Linked DNA regions of Mus musculus: region 2 is linked to region 1. Evidence: chromatin contacts called from public HiChIP or PLAC-seq data. All regions are on one chromosome and are shown on one strand. Each heading gives the region's core, a stretch centred on a gene start, on an enhancer-like site or on the middle of the called end of the contact. The rest is flanking DNA. Distances are from core to core; before and after follow the strand shown.

Evidence for each region. HiChIP or PLAC-seq counts read pairs in DNA pulled down with a chosen protein or histone mark.
Region 2: a contact with region 1 is called in an HNF4G HiChIP or PLAC-seq map of pancreatic cancer cells. The contact joins two enhancer-like sites. A contact is called at or near these places in 2 of 115 datasets of contacts at active chromatin or transcription factors (extraembryonic endoderm stem cells and pancreatic cancer cells) and 3 of 9 other capture datasets (adipose tissue, liver and pancreatic islet).

Annotation. Positions count from the first base shown.
Region 1 is chr8:33,886,461-33,889,769 of GRCm38.p6, reverse strand. All of the region lies in intron 1 of Rbpms (RNA binding protein gene with multiple splicing), which reads left to right. Among named protein-coding and RNA genes, the nearest start is that of Gm51528, 36 kb to the left of the region's middle. Within about 2 kb of position 1,624, at least 22 of the 459 cell types and tissues checked have an H3K27ac peak or open chromatin away from gene starts, as enhancers often do. A contact at or near this core is called in liver and pancreatic cancer cells, where this site is marked.
Region 2 is chr8:33,991,424-33,994,732 of GRCm38.p6, reverse strand. No RefSeq gene overlaps it. Among named protein-coding and RNA genes, the nearest start is that of Gm39157, 5.6 kb to the right of the region's middle. Within about 2 kb of position 1,607, at least 98 of the 459 cell types and tissues checked have an H3K27ac peak or open chromatin away from gene starts, as enhancers often do. A contact at or near this core is called in liver and pancreatic cancer cells, where this site is marked.

The DNA of each region.
Region 1 (3,309 bases), core at 375-2,874:
GGATGCTTGCTTAAGGGCGGCTAAAAGAGCATCTTAGAATTCAGTTACTTTTAAAGATGTATCTCCTGTTAGGATGCTGTGTAAACTGCTGAAGTGTAAAGATGAAGGCGACCTTTTTCCTTTCTGGCAGGGGCAATGGAAAGAGGTGCTGTGTGTCAATGGTAGAGTATGCGTTCAATCCGCTGTGGCAGGATAAGTCCTTTGTGTTATTTATTTATTTTTTAAGCATATTACAGTACTTTTAGATCTTGCACTTTAAAAGTCTCAATCAGTACGTACATGTGATAGCTGTGGCGGGCGGGGTGGATGGGAATTGAGCTTTGGTTTGTTCTCGGCTCCAGATGACTGTGTTTCGGTGGAGGAGAGCGAGCCCCTGACCCTTGGTTTTACTGCTTGGCACATGGTTTTCACCGAGGGAAGAGGGACAACTCAGCTTCCAATGGTCTGCTCCCAATTGCTCTTCTTTAGCTTGAAGTAATTCTACAGTTTAAATAAACTGACTACAGCCCAGAATGTAACCTTTCACCTCGGCCTGTGATAAGCTGCGTCTAAGTCTCCCATTAGATGGCACACTGTAGAAAAGCTGGCCTTGTAAGGTCTTGTTTATGTTGTGCTCTGGTTGCTAAGAGTGGTCACTGAAGAGCCCACGGTTCCTTAAGGACTTAAAGTCTTTCCTTGCATGGAATGGATGTCTTCTCTTTGTCGTGGTGGCCTCAAGGGTGGCTGTATTAGGCTGTAGGACACACCTGGAATCTCTGCAGTTGGGAGCCTGGGGCAGAGTTAGAAGCTAGCTTGGGCTGAATGGCAAGACTGTCTCAAGCCCAAAATGATTAGGGGGGAGACATTCCCACACATTTTGCTGCCTCACTAAAAGCATAAGATAGCAAAAGGAAAATCTTTTAACTTAGCTATTTCATTGGCCCTAGAAAACCTCCAGCTCTGGAAACATCCCTTTCTAGAGCTAACTTCTCCTTGAGTCTTATATGTGGACTCTTGAGTAAAAACCCTGGGCAAGTCTTTTCTCTAACAATGATGCCTTTTGCTTAGGACTAGACCCCTCCTTTAAGTACAAGCCTGATAGATACGGCATCCTGCAGTTGGTTGAGATAAAGCGGCTCCCCCTCCCCACTTGACAACACAGCAATATAATTTTACTGTTAAAACTTGGCTGACCCAAACATGAACTTTCAAAGAAAACAAGTCATTACTAAAAGGGATTCCATTTCGTTCCCGGGCCTAATTTAAGATGACTTAACAGAATGTTGAAAAAAAAAATTATCTTTCAATAGCCACTTAATTATGTGACAAATAGAGATTTTTGTATTTTGACTTAAAATATCCTGTTTTTTTGTGGGTTTATCTTTCTAGAGTATTTATACCAAATTAGGAATAATTTATGTTACTCACCTGAACATTGTCCTGTGGCTTTTAAGGGTAATAATTTATGAAAAACTAATTCCATAAGACTTACTAAGATTTGCCGATACAAATCTAAGAATAGCTCTTTGTTCTGTGTGCGCTGATTGTTTGGAACCAGTTCGAGAAGGGCCTGAAGCCCTTGGCTCTTAGCAGTGAAGCATGCTTTCCCTCCTTGGGACCTCTTCAAACACTTGGGAAATGTGGTCTTAGAGTCCTGGGGCAGTTCAGAAGAACAATGCTTAAAATGGTCCAGTCCAGTAAAGAAAACAAAGGGTTTTAGAGTCACAGAGCCTAGATTTAAAGCCACACTCCAAGGGATTGGCTCTGGGCACTGAGCCTCATTTACCTTAGCTGTTAAATGGGGACAGTTACGATGTCAGGATCATCAGGGATGAATGTGTATCTGTCTGTCTGTCTGTCTGTCTGTCTGTCTAGACATATACACATATTATGTACAGGATCTGATCAGTTCTCTAGGATGTGGTAGAAACTGATGAAATGGTAACTTCAGACATAGCGACTACACTCCATGGCTTGAGATCCAGGTTCTGTCTTTATTGAAGTTATCTCTTATAATGATTGAATAAATCATGAATTGCAGGCCAAAACTAGGGCTATGGTGTTTATGCGGTTTTTAAGCCTACGTTTTGTCTGTATTTTAAAATGAAGAAGTTAGTAGCAGTGGAGAGTGACAACACTCTTCATACTCTGAAGTGCTGTGATGTTAATTAAGCCCAGTAATAGTAGAACATAAGATAAACATATCAAGGGCTGTGTGTGAGGGCAAAGGAAGTTAGTGATCTTTTGTTCTCCCTAGGAACAAAAAAATCAGTCAGTTGTTGTATCTGCTCTATTTCTAAAAGTCCTAATTAGCTCATATTTGTTGTTTAATTCTCCTTTTTTTTTCTTGGTGTTTTTCCTTTTGTTGGTGAGTTTGTAGAAGTCTATATACCTATTAGCTAAAACTAAAGGTTTTCTTGGTTTAGGGGAAGGACAACATCACTGGCCTCAAGCAATTTATAATCTCTACTAGGATAAACGGAAAGAAAATAAAAGGGTCTTGAAATACTTCCAAAGAAGACATGTCCCGTCCATCTGGCCTTGGGAGTCGATAAGCTAGTGTTAGTCCCCTCTAGGTGACACCTTATATATGTGAATCTTGTAGGAGTTGTGCTTTCTTTTCGGACACGTGGTTTCAGGGATCAGACTCAGGCTGTCCATCAGACTTGGCGGCAAGCACCTTTACCTGGCAATAGTCACGTCACTGGTCCCCCAACAATTTCTGTGTCGTAGTTTTCAGATCCTTTATTAACCTGATTACTCTTCTTCATTGGGGTTCCAGTTTCCCTAAGATGGACCCCCACACCCCAACACATCCAGTTCTTTTAAATAGGGCAAGTTGGTACCCACTGTGGTTCTTTAACACGAAAGTCCACATTAGTGCTCTCAGCCATGTCCTGTTTCAGTGCTTGTTTGAGGCTGGGGGTTTGTGGGGGGCATAGCTTACTGATGCTGTGGCAGGCTTCCACATAGTTTGCTTGTGTTTTCTTTTATAATTCACTATGTTGAATTCATAGAACTGGCTTTGTTTTTTTTTTCCCAACAGAGGCCCATGCATATGGGTGCGTCATAAAATTAACAGAATGAATAATGAGCCTGTAAATGTTTGTACTCCCTTGCCATGGTATGTGTAGCAATTTGACCTGGAGTTGTCCGGATTATAGGTTGAAACATTAAAATTGATTTTATCAGGCTGACATTCAGAAAAACAAACTTAAGATGAGTTTTGTATTCAGCTGTTTCAGTCCTTTTTTTTTTCCTTTTTCTCTCAAGAACTTTTTTTTTTTAAACATAGGAGTTGATTTATCTGTTACACAATTTTGTCTTAGA
Region 2 (3,309 bases), core at 358-2,857, 100 kb before region 1:
AGCCCTTTCCTATATAATCCAACCATTTTCATTTCTAGACCTTCTGGGCCCCTGGCTACTGCACCTGATTTCCCTCTCAGGACCATATCTACTCTGGACTCTCCCAAATGTGTCTGCGTCTGGCTAAGCTCTCCCTTTTATCTGCATCAGCTTTCTCTTGCACCACGCCTGGAACAGGTCATGTTCCCTTTTATTTCTTCTTGTTGTTGTTGTTCTTTTTCTTTTCATTCAGTTTGCTCTGCAGACAAGGTGAAGTCAACAAAAGGAATCAAGTTTATCCAGGGGACATACATTTATCACTGTTGAGGATTTATTACTACGCTGCTGTCAGGGGCGGCCCCCGTGGCTGTCAGCTAACGGAAGGAGATTGATGGTTTCAGTAAAAAAATCTTCAAGCAGGTGTCAGTCTGCCACGGAAGGAGAAGAAACTCATGGGCGTTAAGTGGGAAGACCTGCAGAACTGGGTATTGATGGTGGGTCTCACCCACAAAAGCTGGAGTCTTTCAGAGGTTGTGGCCAGTACCTTAAGCCCATCAGTGGGCAAAGGGAACATGGTTGGGTTAATCTGGTGCCAGAAGCCTGTGTTCTTTTCAGCATTTCTTACCAGAAATTCAAACAAGTGAGCTAGGATACCACACCTACTGCCCTGGAAAGCACTTTACTTACCAACCTTGAAGAGTTCAGTTAAAGCGGAATCTTTTTAAATCCTGACCGAGACTTGATGGTCCAATAAAAGGTGACAATCAAATGTAAATTAAACAAACAAATGTGGAAAAAACCAAAACCTACCTGCCATTGGAAATAAGAAAAGTCAAAAACTAGTAAACTGGCTGTGGTGACTCCCACCTTTAATTCCAGTGCCCCGGAGGCAGAGACAGGTGGATCTCTGTGAGTTTCAGATTACATAATGAAGCTCCAAACCAGCGGGCTACCTAGTTCGACCTGTCTCAAAAATATTAAATAAATAACCTTAATTTTTGTCATTTTCATTTTTGGGTTAAGAGGAGCTGAAGCACAAGAGCTTGTCTCCAGAGCTGGGGCAGCTGCGTTTCCCAGGGAGCTGACAGCAAAGTGTCTGTCCCAGTGTGAAGGGAGGGATCAACATGACCTGGAATGTTCTCTAAGGAACCAGGCGTGGTGGCTTAAACCTTTAATCCCACTATTCGAGAGGCAAGAGGGTCTCTGTGAGTTCGAGGACAGACTGGTCTACAGAGTGAGTTTCAGGACAGTCAGGGCTACATAGTGAGACCTTGTCTCAAAAAACAAAACAAAACAAAAACAAGAACAAAAAGCAAAAACAGACAAAACAACCCTTTAAATTGGTGGTACAAGACTCACTAGCACAAGGATCCGAACAAAGGCTCCATCCAAGTACTATAAAAGTGGGGAGGGGCGTCCTCTGTGCTTTAGTTTCACTGACATTAGGAGTGAAATCACAGACTTCCGCTGAATGGTGCCTGGCCTTTCTGCTTCCACTTATCTGCAAGCTGGAATGTGCTCTGGGCCATCAGCCGTCACCCACGCCCAACACCTCCCTCCGCACTCTCCCCAGGCTGGCCTTAGATAACAATCCTTTCCACTCTGGCTTCGGTCCTGCCATGTTTGGCCTGCTTCAGAGTAAACACTGGAGTCCCTTCATTACATTCCGTTCACCTTAACACATTCCACACCTTGCCCTTGGCTGTTTGTGCTCGCGACTCCATCCCTTGTGCCAGCTCTGTCCCGGGCTTGCTGTTGCCCTTGCTTGCGGCTATCCTGGTGGCTCTGGGTGTCCTTTCTTGCTATCTGTCCCAAGTCTACAACAGTCCCTTCCTTGTCTGTGAAAAGCCTGAACCTTATCCAAATGCAGTGGCTCTGGGCTTCCCTCTCATCTTGGAGTGAGGCCCTAGGAGGTAGACACAGCCCTGATAGACTGGCAGATAGGGAGATCCGCCAGAAATAGATAAGGAAGATGAGATGGCAAACTTCCGGCTTCCTCTGACCTAAGATGGAGACCTAAAGGACTGACTGATTTCCCCACCCCCACCCCACCCCACCTCCACCCTGGGGTAGTGGACCCTGACAGTTGGCGGGTCTGAGAAATTCAAGACCAGACTGGGGACATGTTTGCCCCTCCCACCCCAAACCGTGGGCCTGTCAGCCTCCCTGTCTTTGTTCAAACTAAGCAGCCCTAATTTAGAGGATGAAGACCCCCTCAAAGACCAGCCCTCAGCCCTCAAGAAAAGAAGTCATTTTAGGTTTCTGAGTGTCCCATCCCTGTCTGCCAAGGGTCTTGCTCTGTGTGTGTGTGTGTGTGTGTGTGTGTGTGTGTGTGCTCACTTCTAACAAAAGCTGGTTGTCACCCTTTGATAACTTATCTCTGCCCATGAAATGAGCCAATTCAAGCCTAATTAAACTTTAAAGGCGGGTTTATGAAGAGGGGAGCTGGGGGTGGGGGGTCAGGAACCTCACAGGAGGGGGTCAGTGAAGTCGCCTTGCAGACTGGGAGAAAGAAAAACAGGAGGCAGAGGAGAGGGAGAGAGAAGAAAGAGGTGGGGGACCAAAATGTCTGGACTATATAGTGTTGAGCTGGTGGGTGAGAGGAAGCCCACCCCTGGATTGGAAAATTCAGGGTAGAGGGCGGGGTATGGCCAGCCACGCCCTGTACCAGGTAGGGACTGAAGGATGCTAGGAGAACCTGGAGCCCAGCTCGCCTGCTGATTTTGTGTGCTCAGAGAGGTTCCCTGCGCCACCCGTAGCTGGAGACTGTACCTGCCCATTTAATTCTTTAAGTGGAAGAGGAAATAAACCTGACCAAGACGACCCTAAATTGTAAGAATTGCAGACGCGCAAAAACAGGCTCAAGTCTTGGCTGGGAGAGAACACAACAAACAGCAGGCCTTGCACTTCCTGAGGAGAGGGGCAGGCGGAGGCTTCCTCTACGGACTCCAAAATGGAGGTGCTCGGGGGTAGGGTAGGAGGTGGGCTGCCCTGGGCCTGGATGCTTCTCTTCACGGATTGAGAAAGGGGAAAGGCGGAATCCAGAAAAGCATATGGAGCTGGAGTTAGAGTGACGCACTACAAAAGCCAGTGGGGGCTGGGAACTGAACTCCGTCCTCTGCAAGAGCAGCGCGTGCGTGCTCTTAGCCACTAAGCTATCGATCTCTCCATCCCCACGGCAGCTTTTTTCTTTCTTTCTTTCTTTTTTACTTTTTTCCCCCTTTCTCACTAACTAATTTACCCGTTTTACATCCCGATCACAGCCCCTCTCCCTCCTCTCCTCCCAGTCCCACCCTTACAAGTTCCTTCCCCCATTACCCCCTCCCACTG